2 separate regions of the Zea mays genome follow, and region 2 is linked to region 1. A link is a contact called in public Hi-C data. All regions are on one chromosome and are shown on one strand. The core of a region is the stretch at or near the end of the contact, and the rest is flanking DNA. Distances in the headings are between cores, read along the strand shown. Region 1 holds the start of LOC100279856. Region 2 holds the start of LOC100277005.

Region 1 (5,404 bases), core at 1,709-4,208:
CGTGCCAAATGAACTCGTGGTGAGCTCCTATTTATACGCCTAGTACGTTGAAAACCGGAGGGTCCCGCTTGTCAATGACTGTTGCTATTCTAGCAAAGGGAGATGTTTTTTCGGACCTTCGGCTTAAGTCCTTCGTCCATGTCGCAATCTAAATTTATCATTCTAACAAATTAATATTGCGAGGGGCTACTGTTGGGGGCCTTCGGTTTCCGAAGGTCCTCAAAAACATGATTTAACAATGTCTCTAGAGTATAATGTGTGGACATGGATCTTCGAACTAGAACCCACAGTATGAAGAAGCACGGAAAGAATACGAAGGATGGAACAAAGCTGAAGCTGTGCGCAAGGGAGCTTCGGCATGATGGCAGAAAAGAGGAAACCGACTTAAAGAGGAAAAGACTATTTAGACCCAGATAGATTACTATAGAGTTATTGTCAAAAGCAAAGGGCCTGGATGTAATTTTGCATAGGCTGCGACCCGTGCCTATAAATAGGTGAATAGTATCCCCGTACTGTTCACGCTGACTTGGCATTCGCTTTCGCGTCACGCTTGTACCCCTACTTTCCTTCGAGCCGAAGGTACATTTATAATTTGTTATTGTTGATATAGTAACACAAATAAAAATAAGTTGATAATAATGTTTAAAGTGTTTATGTTATTTTCCATATTTTGTATATGAACCCTTCTTCATCATTTATTGTGCTTATGAAGGTTAGTCCTTCATAACCTTCGTCCGAATTCATTATATCCGAAGAGAGATAATGCTTCGAAGGACGAAGGACTTTAACATTTAACACTTTTTATGTTGCCTTGTTCTTAACTCTTAGCATTTGAGAACAAGTCCCCAACAGACATAATCATATTAACCAATAATTATCATATGCATAAATAGATTTAGCATGTAGTTCCGACTAATTGATCACGTGAATAATCATTGTTTACATACGCCACTCAGAGCGGGCACAAACGATTCTAGGCGAAGCGAACCACTAGCGTGCAACAACGCACGCGACACATGGAAACGACATGAGTGGCACGCGTAGAACAGTGCACACAAGGGGGTAGATGGGGACATCTAGGGATAGACAGACGTCATCGGAGTTCCGATGGCATGCTGCGCGTACACGAAAAACGAGGGCGGGCTACAAGAGCATGGTTCGTGGCTGCTATACGTGAGCGGTTCGACATCCGCGAGACGACAAACGACAGAGCGAGGTATGGCGAGGGTAGACGAACGACCAGGGCTAAGGGGCATCGCCGGGACCAAGCTAGGCAGCTCGGTCACGTTAGGGCACGAGGGCTGGCCACGCCGGGACGTGAGCCGCGCGCGCTAGGGGTTGGCCTCATAGGGCTCGGCCACCAAGGGGGTGGGATCGACCACGCTAGGGCGGGCACAGTTGCACTGAGCATAGATAAGAAAGGGAGATGGGGGTTAGACGTCGGAGATTCTCGCATTGGCCGAGGTGCGGGGCTCGGACGGCTGATAGGCCGAGCCCAGGGCCAGGGACGTGGGTGCGGGCACGTTGGCTGGGCCGTCAGATCTCGGGCGGACAATTAGGATTAGGCTCGGGTTAATTAAAATCGGACCATTGGATTCGGGGTGAACGATGGGGATCGGGCGGCCAACTTCGGCCCTTTCTTCTGGCCACCAGAGGCGGTACATGCTTCACCCTGCTCTGTGTTATATTATGATGGGGATCGGAATAGAATTAATTCTCATCAACTCCCAACCATGCTCCCTCCTAGAAATCCACTGGAATCACTCCATCGGAGAATTAAGGAGCAAAATTAAAGAATCAGGAAGTGGAGCTCTCCCAAACGGGGCATTACTTCTTCAACTCCTACGTCTTTGAAGGTGATGAGTAATTAAGATATGATTTGTTCACCAAACAATTAGCATTAATAACAGTCGTCTTAAAAGAAAGAACACGATAGTGGAGGACCTTGATGTCATTTTCATAAATACCACTCCTGTGTGTCCAAGGAAAACACCATTTTTATTTTTTAATAGTCAAACTATCTTATATTTCGACCAAATTTGTAAATACCATATATAATAAGTATCATTAAATTAATCATAAAATTTAGAGAATTTAATAATATATGTATTTGCTAGTCATAAATGTTAAAAACATTTTCTTTGTAAATTTATTCAAACATTAATAAGTCTATTCAATCCAAATCTAGAATTATATTTATTTTTTACAATTGTAGTAATAAGTCTCTTTGAATTTCGCATCTAAATTTTAGAGCTAAAACTCCAAACAAGTGGTCTAAAGTTAGCTCTAAACTTTAGCCTATTTCATATTAGAGATTTAAAGCCCAAATGTGAGCACGAAAGTTTAGAGAAAAAGATTCAATCATATTCTAAGCGGTGATTCAGTAATTTCTTAAAGGCAGTCACAATTAGTATAATTGTTTCCGTCAGAAGCGTACGTATTGAGGATTGATTGCGGCTGCTGGCCGGTCGCTGACAGGGGGAACCCAAAAAGTTTCAGATAAACAAGATTATCTTGTGCAGAATGTGCTTATAATGACTGAGAAATGGACCGTTAACTGTACTTATTAGTATGAGGTCCTGGACCTATGCCTAAGTGTCAAGAAGATGACAAGGCAAAATAACATGGACCACAATATATACTTACATATACATAAGGAAATGCAGGGAGTTTGCTGAAATTTCACGGGAAATAATACAATTTTGAATGAACTTGTTAAGGGCATCCGAAATGGAGATCAAATTGCAATGGACTGAAAGCAAACTCTTTTTTCGTCATAGTCACTATTTATATGTTATTTATATTTATAAGAATAATTTATTGGTGGCATTGACTGCAATCAACAAACGATAAACGTTGCAAATGCATTGATTCCACATGGGATGACGACTGGAGTAAATCAGTAAACAGCAGGAGAGAGAAGCTACGGTTGACAAGCTTGCTGAATCATCCTCATCCCCGGGCCGAAGCCGAAGAGGACGAAAAGGCAGCCTGCTGCCGCCGCCGCCGCTGTTGCAGTTGCAGATCACACACACTACCCTTTCCGCGACCCTTCTTTCTGCATCCATCCACCCTCCCCCTTTGTCCTGTCTCTCTCCCTCCCACGCACACAGACACATCACACAGCTGGAGAGCAGGTGCTTCTCTCACACACACCTCGGCCCACGCCGCCGTTGCCAGCCAAGAGCAGTCGCGGGGCAGCGCTGAATCCTGATTAGGTGAAAAAGAGGGTGGCGACCATCGTTTTCGCTGCTGATTCTGGCTGCGGCTCATCTGCCCCAGTGCTGTGCTCCTGCACCGTACCGCAAACCCAGCCCAAGACTGCAAGAGGTAGTGCTCTTCTTTCTCGCAGGATCGTTCCTGATTTCTTTTCTAGTTTCTCTCGGCGTTTCTGATGGTTGCCGGTTCTGCGATCCGTATGGTCCCGGAAACGAATTTCTAGGGAACCGTTTTATTCTAACATAATGTGGGGGGAAAGAGTCACCATTTTCTCTGAATTCTTTCTACTGCACGCCTGGGATTTTGTCTTGTTGGGAATGCTGCTTCTTGGAATCCAAAAACAACGCGAATGCGTCGCTAACCTCACAAACAAGATCTTCATTTCCCCCCCTCGATGATTATAGCACATGCCCTCATGATTGAGCTTTTCCTCCGCTTTTGTGGTTTCTTGTTCTTCCTCCAAATCCCAAACCAACCACTAGATGGCGGTGGCGTTTTGGGGGGCGAAAATCCTATCCCTGCATTTGTCTGCGCTTCTTGGTCTCTCTCATCAGTCCCCTATTTTCCGCCACGATTCCATCTCTCCACCAACCCCTCTGTACCTTCTTCCCAACTGATTATTGCATTGACTTGACTTGTTTGCAGGTGGCATAGGCTCATGTCCTGCCCAGCGGTTCGCTTCAAATTTCTGAGCTGAACGCAGCTGGAGAGACCGCGCAGTCCTGAATATGTTTGGTTTCTCGCGGCGCCGGGTGAAACTTGGAAGGTGAATGTTATGCACAGTTCCTTGATTTCATCATGTGATGTTTTTCCCCACTCTTTTTTAAAAAAAGAAGAAGATCGGTGCCTGCTGTGTGATGATGACAAGGGGAGCTTGCTAGCGTGAAATTTGATCTCTTGTGTAGTTGTGCATCTTTTGAGTTTTGGCAGTTAAATTAGCACTTTTCTTCCAGTACATATCAGACTTGGAGATTTTCTTCAGAGATTTTTTTTCCTTTTACTGACTACCAAACATCTATGGACACAGTAGCACTGTTCATAAAACTGATGGGATACATTGTAAATTGATGAAGTCATACGGCTTCATGAAGCTCGGTCGGCATTGCATTCAATTTTATGCTAATCCTATTTCCACATTTGCTTTGACTGCTTTATCCATTGTCTTGAGTTTTTTTTTTTGCTTTTCTTTTTCAGGTCGAAGGGTGACCCAAGTGATCCTTTGAACAGCTCCAGGAGTTCTGTTGGTCCCAGTAAACACCTCAGTCTGCCCAATGTGAGCCTGCCTGTGACTGAAGAAATTGCATCTATATTGACCTTGTTGTATTTTGGCCACAACTGGATGCTTTAGCTCCTGACTTTTTTTGTTCTTTTCAGGGGAATGACGCGACTATGACGTCAGTAAGTGGCCACGCAGATGATCTTTCCTACCGTTGCTCGTCCGATACGTTTGATCCCCAAGGACGCACTTTCGATATTTCAGAAAATTGGACTGTGCTGTCCACAGAGGGAGACAAACCTATTCCTCGTTTCTATGTAAGCCACTGAAAATATAATAACTAGAACTAAGTTTGCATATCTTGAAAAAAATAGGTATTTACTTAACACATATTCAACCTTGGTCAAACAGCATGCAGCAGCCATTGTAAGTAGCAAGATGGTAGTGTTTGGTGGTGATTCTGGTAATCGCTTATTAGATGACACAAAGGTATGGAGTCTTCTTTTTCCTTATATATGTTGTTTGGATGTATGAACTCCGCACTGAGTGGTACCATGTTATTATCAAATAATCTTATGGCTTCACTTAACATATTGATTAGATATTGAATCTAGAGAAGCTTACTTGGGATTCTGCGCCTCCTAAAGTTTGCCCATCACCAAACGGATGTTCGATGAAGTTGCCAGCCTGCAAAGGTCATTGCCTGGTATAGCTCTTGTAAATCACTGCTGTCTAGTGGTTCTCAAAACCTAAGTTACTGATATGATCATTCTTTCAGTAACAAAATTTACTGCTACACCTTTTTCAGTTAGATTGCTGCTTGTCCTTTGGATGTTTTGGTATGAATTTCACATACTCGATCAATGTTTTCTTACTTGAAGCCGGTTATGTTATGCTATTGTGGAAAATTGTATGCTGGACACTATGTTTAACCTATTTGCACTTTGACATCATCCAAAACTCAAAGTA
Region 2 (4,958 bases), core at 1,253-3,752, 590 kb before region 1:
TGGCCCTACAAAGGCATTTCTACTTCAGAACATAAAATAAACATGATACTGAAAACAGTACATACCTGCACTGAGGAGCTGAATCAAATATAATGAAATCCAGTAACAGATTAAACGGTCTTTTCAATCCATAGAAGGTTTGTATATAAATAATATTTCATTTCAAAGCTCCCTTGTATTGTATTATTCTTTTCTAGATTTTATTATTTCTCCTTCTCTTTGCAAGGATCTAGTAATATTTATTATTTTTGCAACATATCCAAGTTACAAATAAGAATATATAGAAGTTGCACTGTGTTCTAGTAAAATAAAAGATAAGGTGCACCATTCTATAATTTATCAATTTTATTGATGGATATCAAATTTCCATCCTAACTGACAACTGTGCAATATAATTTTCTCTTTATTTACTCTGGACACAGGTCTCAAAGCCTCTATTAAAGTATTATCCATGAAAGTCACAGGCTAAATGGAAAGTCAAAAGAGGTTAAAATCTTAACTATACTTTACCTGGTGTTGCGTGATTTTCCATCATTACAAGCTTCAACACAGAAGACATTTTAAAATTCCCCACCATGCAAACCATTTTGGAAATGAACCTACAATGCAGTCACCTGTGTTACATGGCATAAGTGACATATAATCAAAACATCTATAGTAGTAGGATCTAAGTTACATTATTGCCAGGCCTAATTGTTATCACATAATACAGAATGGAAATGACATAGCTACCAAAATTCTTTGCAAACATGCAATTGCTAAAATGTCAACCAAAAATCTCTACCCATATGGCTTTATTATTACAGCCAATGTCAATTGCATCTCTCTTTTTTCTGTTTTGAGAGCGGCCTCTCATTTTGACTATTGAAAGCAGATGCATCTAAAACCAAACCAATTAGGACCTTATGTTCTGTGAAAAGAAAGATACATTATGATTAAAAAAATCATAAGGCCTCATAATACAATATAAGGGGAGGAGAGAGACTAATAGCGTGTTGGTTCGAGGAATGATCGAATGATGTAGTCTATCATTTTCTCACTCATCACTTTTTTGTTTGGTTTGTGGAATGGAATGAGTTGATCCATCACTATTTCATTCCACATAGGCTAATAATTAGTAATAATATGAGTAATGTGTTCATTCCACCAAATTTGTGAAATGAACTAAATTTGTGGAATGGACTCATGATGCACCAGCACTACATCATCTAGAATAGATTGACTCTTCAAACCAAACACCCACCAAATAACAGCCTGCATGAATATAACTATCTCTGCCCATTAAGGTTTTAATGATTGATCCCAATGATACCCTACTGTGAGGTTTGGAGAAGACCATGCAGCAATATTCTTTCGAGCATTTGCCACGACAAACGAGCAACCATCAACATAAACTCCATGCAGCTGCAACACAAATTGATAATCATGTGCACACAAATTGCAAAATTAAAATAATCCATGCAAATTTGAATGTAACCTAACCCCAAAACTCAAATAACAAGCAGTCAAGCATAGCTGCACACAAATGTTACAGCTTGACACTACAGAATACTACAGTTCCTCAACATCATAATGAAATATGTGACCTGCCCCAGAAAAGACCTGTGCTCTGGGCCCACTTGTGACCCAGTGATTATAAATGTTTATTTTGAATGGCACATCAGGCCCTCAATTCAATCTCTTCAAGCCTTGAAAGCGAAACCAGTAAAGTACCTAAACAACTGCTGAAACAATGGCTGTTCAACCACCACATTCTAAACTCCAGCATTTGTATTACCACAAATTAAACAGCACAAATCTGACATAGCATTGGTACTGCAAGTTGTGATATTAGTATTACCCATACACTACGGAGCGTCCCCGAATTCAAAACCAGTTATATTTTAGAGTTAAAAAAAACAATGCTGTGCACATTACTAACCAGTAATCCACCGTCACAAACAAATGCTACCATTTACCATTAGGCAAACACACCCTATGTCCACTATAACATGAAAAAACATTTCTGAATAGACTTCACATTCCTAACCAAAAAAATGGGGAAAAAGGTCTAGAGGCATTGCAAAGATTCCACAAATCAGCACCTCGACAGCAGATTCCCACTGGCCCAAAAAATTAGATCGAATAATGACAGACACCGACGGGAAAAACACCGAAAATTATGTTTACAAGTGTCTCACCTGGAGCGCGCGCTTCCCTCGGAAAAAAATCCAGACAAAACAATCTCGAAATCCAGTTAACCAATCAACCCCACGCCGCCGCCGGCTGCGCCTCGTTGGCCTCGCCCCACGTCACATGCCAAATTCCGCGGCGAGAGGAAGCCCCGAGCAGGAGGCCACGCGACGAGCAGGCGGGACGCGCGGGAGGAAGGGAGACACAGAGGAGGGAGCGAGAACCTCCGGCGTCCGGCCTCGTCGGCTCCCCAGCGATCACCGGCGGCGAGGGGGCGCGGCGATCGGACGGAGCAGGGGGGCGGAGGGCGGAGCCGAGCGAGCGCCAAGCGTTGCAGATTTGGGGGCCGGGCCTCGGGCTCGCCCGGTTCTTGTAGTGACCAAACCGGCCCGTGAACCCTGTGCCCGGGCCCGACCCGCGGCTGAACCAGCACGCGGCAGAGGCATCTCGTAAGCAGCAGCAGAGAGCTGAAATTGAGAGAGGCGAGGGGCCTTTGCGGCGGCTGCGGAGACGGCGATGGCAGGCGCGGAGGGGAGAGGTCCGAGGCGGAGCCGCGTGGCGTTCGTGCTGGTGGACGGGATCGGGGACGTGAGCGTTCCGTCGCTGGGCGGGCGTACGCCACTGGAGGCGGCGTGCACGCCGCGGCTGGACGCGGTGGCGGCGGTCGGGGTGACCGGGCTCATGGACCCCGTGGAGCCGGGGCTCGCCTGCGGCAGCGATACGGCGCACCTATCGCTCCTCGGGTACGACCCTCGGGTGTACTACCGCGGCCGCGGCGCGTTCGAGTCCATGGGCGCCGGGCTCGCCATGGCGCCCGGCGACATCGCCTTCAAGGTGGCAACCCCGTACTTGGAGACAAAATTGCAGCTCGAGTAGCTTTGGTTTCTTCAGATTCCTCATATAAGTTAGTGGTAGTTCAGATCATAGTGTATTCTTGCTCTGCATGTTCTGTTGCTAAACCTGATTTCTTCTGTTGTCACTTATATAGCCAGCAGTAATTGTTCAGATCATTGACTGTTTTGTTTTGCTGTGTTAAATTGGAGCTCAGTTTCGTTAGAAGTCGAGCAGTAGTTCGGAACATTCAAGAATGTGCATGCAGTAACTAAATTTGACCACCTTTTCTGTTGGATCTTGGGCTCTAGCTCTACTTATCAATTTCTTGGGCCATTGAATTTGGGTGGCAATAGTGTGGACTGTGGAAAGAAGCCTATTTCATCCTATGTTTTTCCTTCTTTGTCCTTGACAAAATTTAATGTTTTACGATAGCATGTGTATCAACTGATGAATGTGTTTTACCACTAAATTGTATGCACAATTCGCTTGCAGTCAAACTTCGCTACACTGGATGAGAGCACTGGAGTTATCATCAGCAGGAGGGCGGATCGGCATTTTGAAGAGGAAGGCCCTATCCTCTGTGCGGCGTTGGATGGGATGAGGCTTCCGTCATTTCCTGAATATGAAATTAGAGTAAGGTGCAGCACTTAAACGTCATCATTGTTTCAAGCATGTATGATCATGATGTCTAGTTGCTGCTGTAATTCGCACATTTTATCTGCAGATATGCTACTGAGCACAGATGTGGTGTGGTTGTCAAAGGACCAAAGCTGAGTGGGAACATTTCTGGAACCGATCCCTTGAAGGACAACCGCTTGCATCTGAAGGCTGAACCGTTGGATGACTCGCAAGAAGCTAAAAACAGTGCAGCTGTGATCAATGAGCTTTCTAAAGAGATAACGCACATACTGGTTTCTCACCCCATCAATGCACAGCGTGCAGCTGAGGGGAAGAACATCGCAAACGTTGTGCTGTTGCGAGGCTGTGGTATTCGGATTGAGGTTAGTGTGAAAATTTTGATAGTAGACCTATATGATACTGCAGTAGCAATATGAAAGATTAGTTTTGACTTTCAAGAACTTTCACAAATGCATTCTCTGGATTTGGCATGCTTCGTAAGGTATGGCCTGCATTTACCCTACTGAATTTGATACTTCTAAAGCTTCATTTTTAATGAAGTTTCATGTGGCTTTGTTAGGTGCCTGCCTTTGAAACCAAGCATGGACTTGCACCTTGCATGGTTGCTCCTACTAAGATCATAGCTGGCTTGGGGTTGTCACTGGGGATTGATATCCTTGAAGCACCTGGAGCAACTGGAGATTACCGTACTCTCTTAACTTCTAAAGCTAAAGCTATAGCCAAGGCATTATCTTCCCCTATGGGTACACCACCTCGTGTTTTTGTGCCTGGAGAGGATGAATACAAAGCTGGAAAAGAAAATGGATATGACTTTGGGTTCCTGCACATAAAGGTAAAATGCATATTCAGATTCTTTTTACTAATACTGAGTGTGATTCTGATAGCTCTTGTAATGTCACTGCAGGCCATTGATGATGCTGGTCATGATAAGGCTGTCAAGTTAAAGGTACGGGGTCTAGAAGCTGTTGATCGAGCTTTTGGTCAGCTTGCAAGGCTTCTTTGGGAAGCTGAAAATGCCGGACACTACCAGTACTTTCTGTGTGTCACTGGAGACCATTCTACTCCTGTTGAATATGGTGACCATAGCTTCGAACCCGTCCCATTTGCAATATGCAGACTGAGAGATTATGCAGGAGCCGTTGGGGTTGATAATATTATAAATACACAGCTTGATGCTTTCCCCCTCCCTTCAGTAAAATCCGGAGAAGATTTGCTTGACAATATAGAATCACTTGATCACAAGCCTGATCAACTTAAAGCTTTCAGTGGTGACACTGTGTGTGAGTTCAACGAGATTGCCACTGCGAGGGGCT

The links. Hi-C and Micro-C count contacts between places; a contact is called where the count stands out from the background.
Region 2: a contact with region 1 is called in a Hi-C map of bundle sheath, with 4 times the contacts expected there. The contact joins the promoter of LOC100277005 here to the promoter of LOC100279856 in region 1. A contact is called at or near these places in 4 of 25 Hi-C or Micro-C datasets (bundle sheath, ear, endosperm and 1 more).

Annotation. Positions count from the first base shown.
Region 1 is chr10:25,310,583-25,315,986 of Zm-B73-REFERENCE-NAM-5.0, reverse strand. It overlaps LOC100279856, which reads left to right and starts at 2,958. Exons shown (of 17, transcript NM_001152809.1): 1 at 2,958-3,330; 2 at 3,865-3,985; 3 at 4,414-4,492; 4 at 4,594-4,752; 5 at 4,847-4,924; 6 at 5,037-5,141. The coding sequence starts at 3,948.
Region 2 is chr10:25,904,157-25,909,114 of Zm-B73-REFERENCE-NAM-5.0, reverse strand. It overlaps LOC100277005, which reads right to left and starts at 2,502. Exons shown (of 13, transcript NM_001150680.2): 1 at 2,181-2,502; 2 at 511-599. The coding sequence starts at 586. It overlaps LOC103640966 (Cofactor-independent phosphoglycerate mutase), which reads left to right and starts at 2,201. Exons shown (of 5, transcript XM_008664400.4): 1 at 2,201-3,006; 2 at 3,499-3,644; 3 at 3,731-4,007; 4 at 4,205-4,477; 5 at 4,550-4,958. The coding sequence starts at 2,689.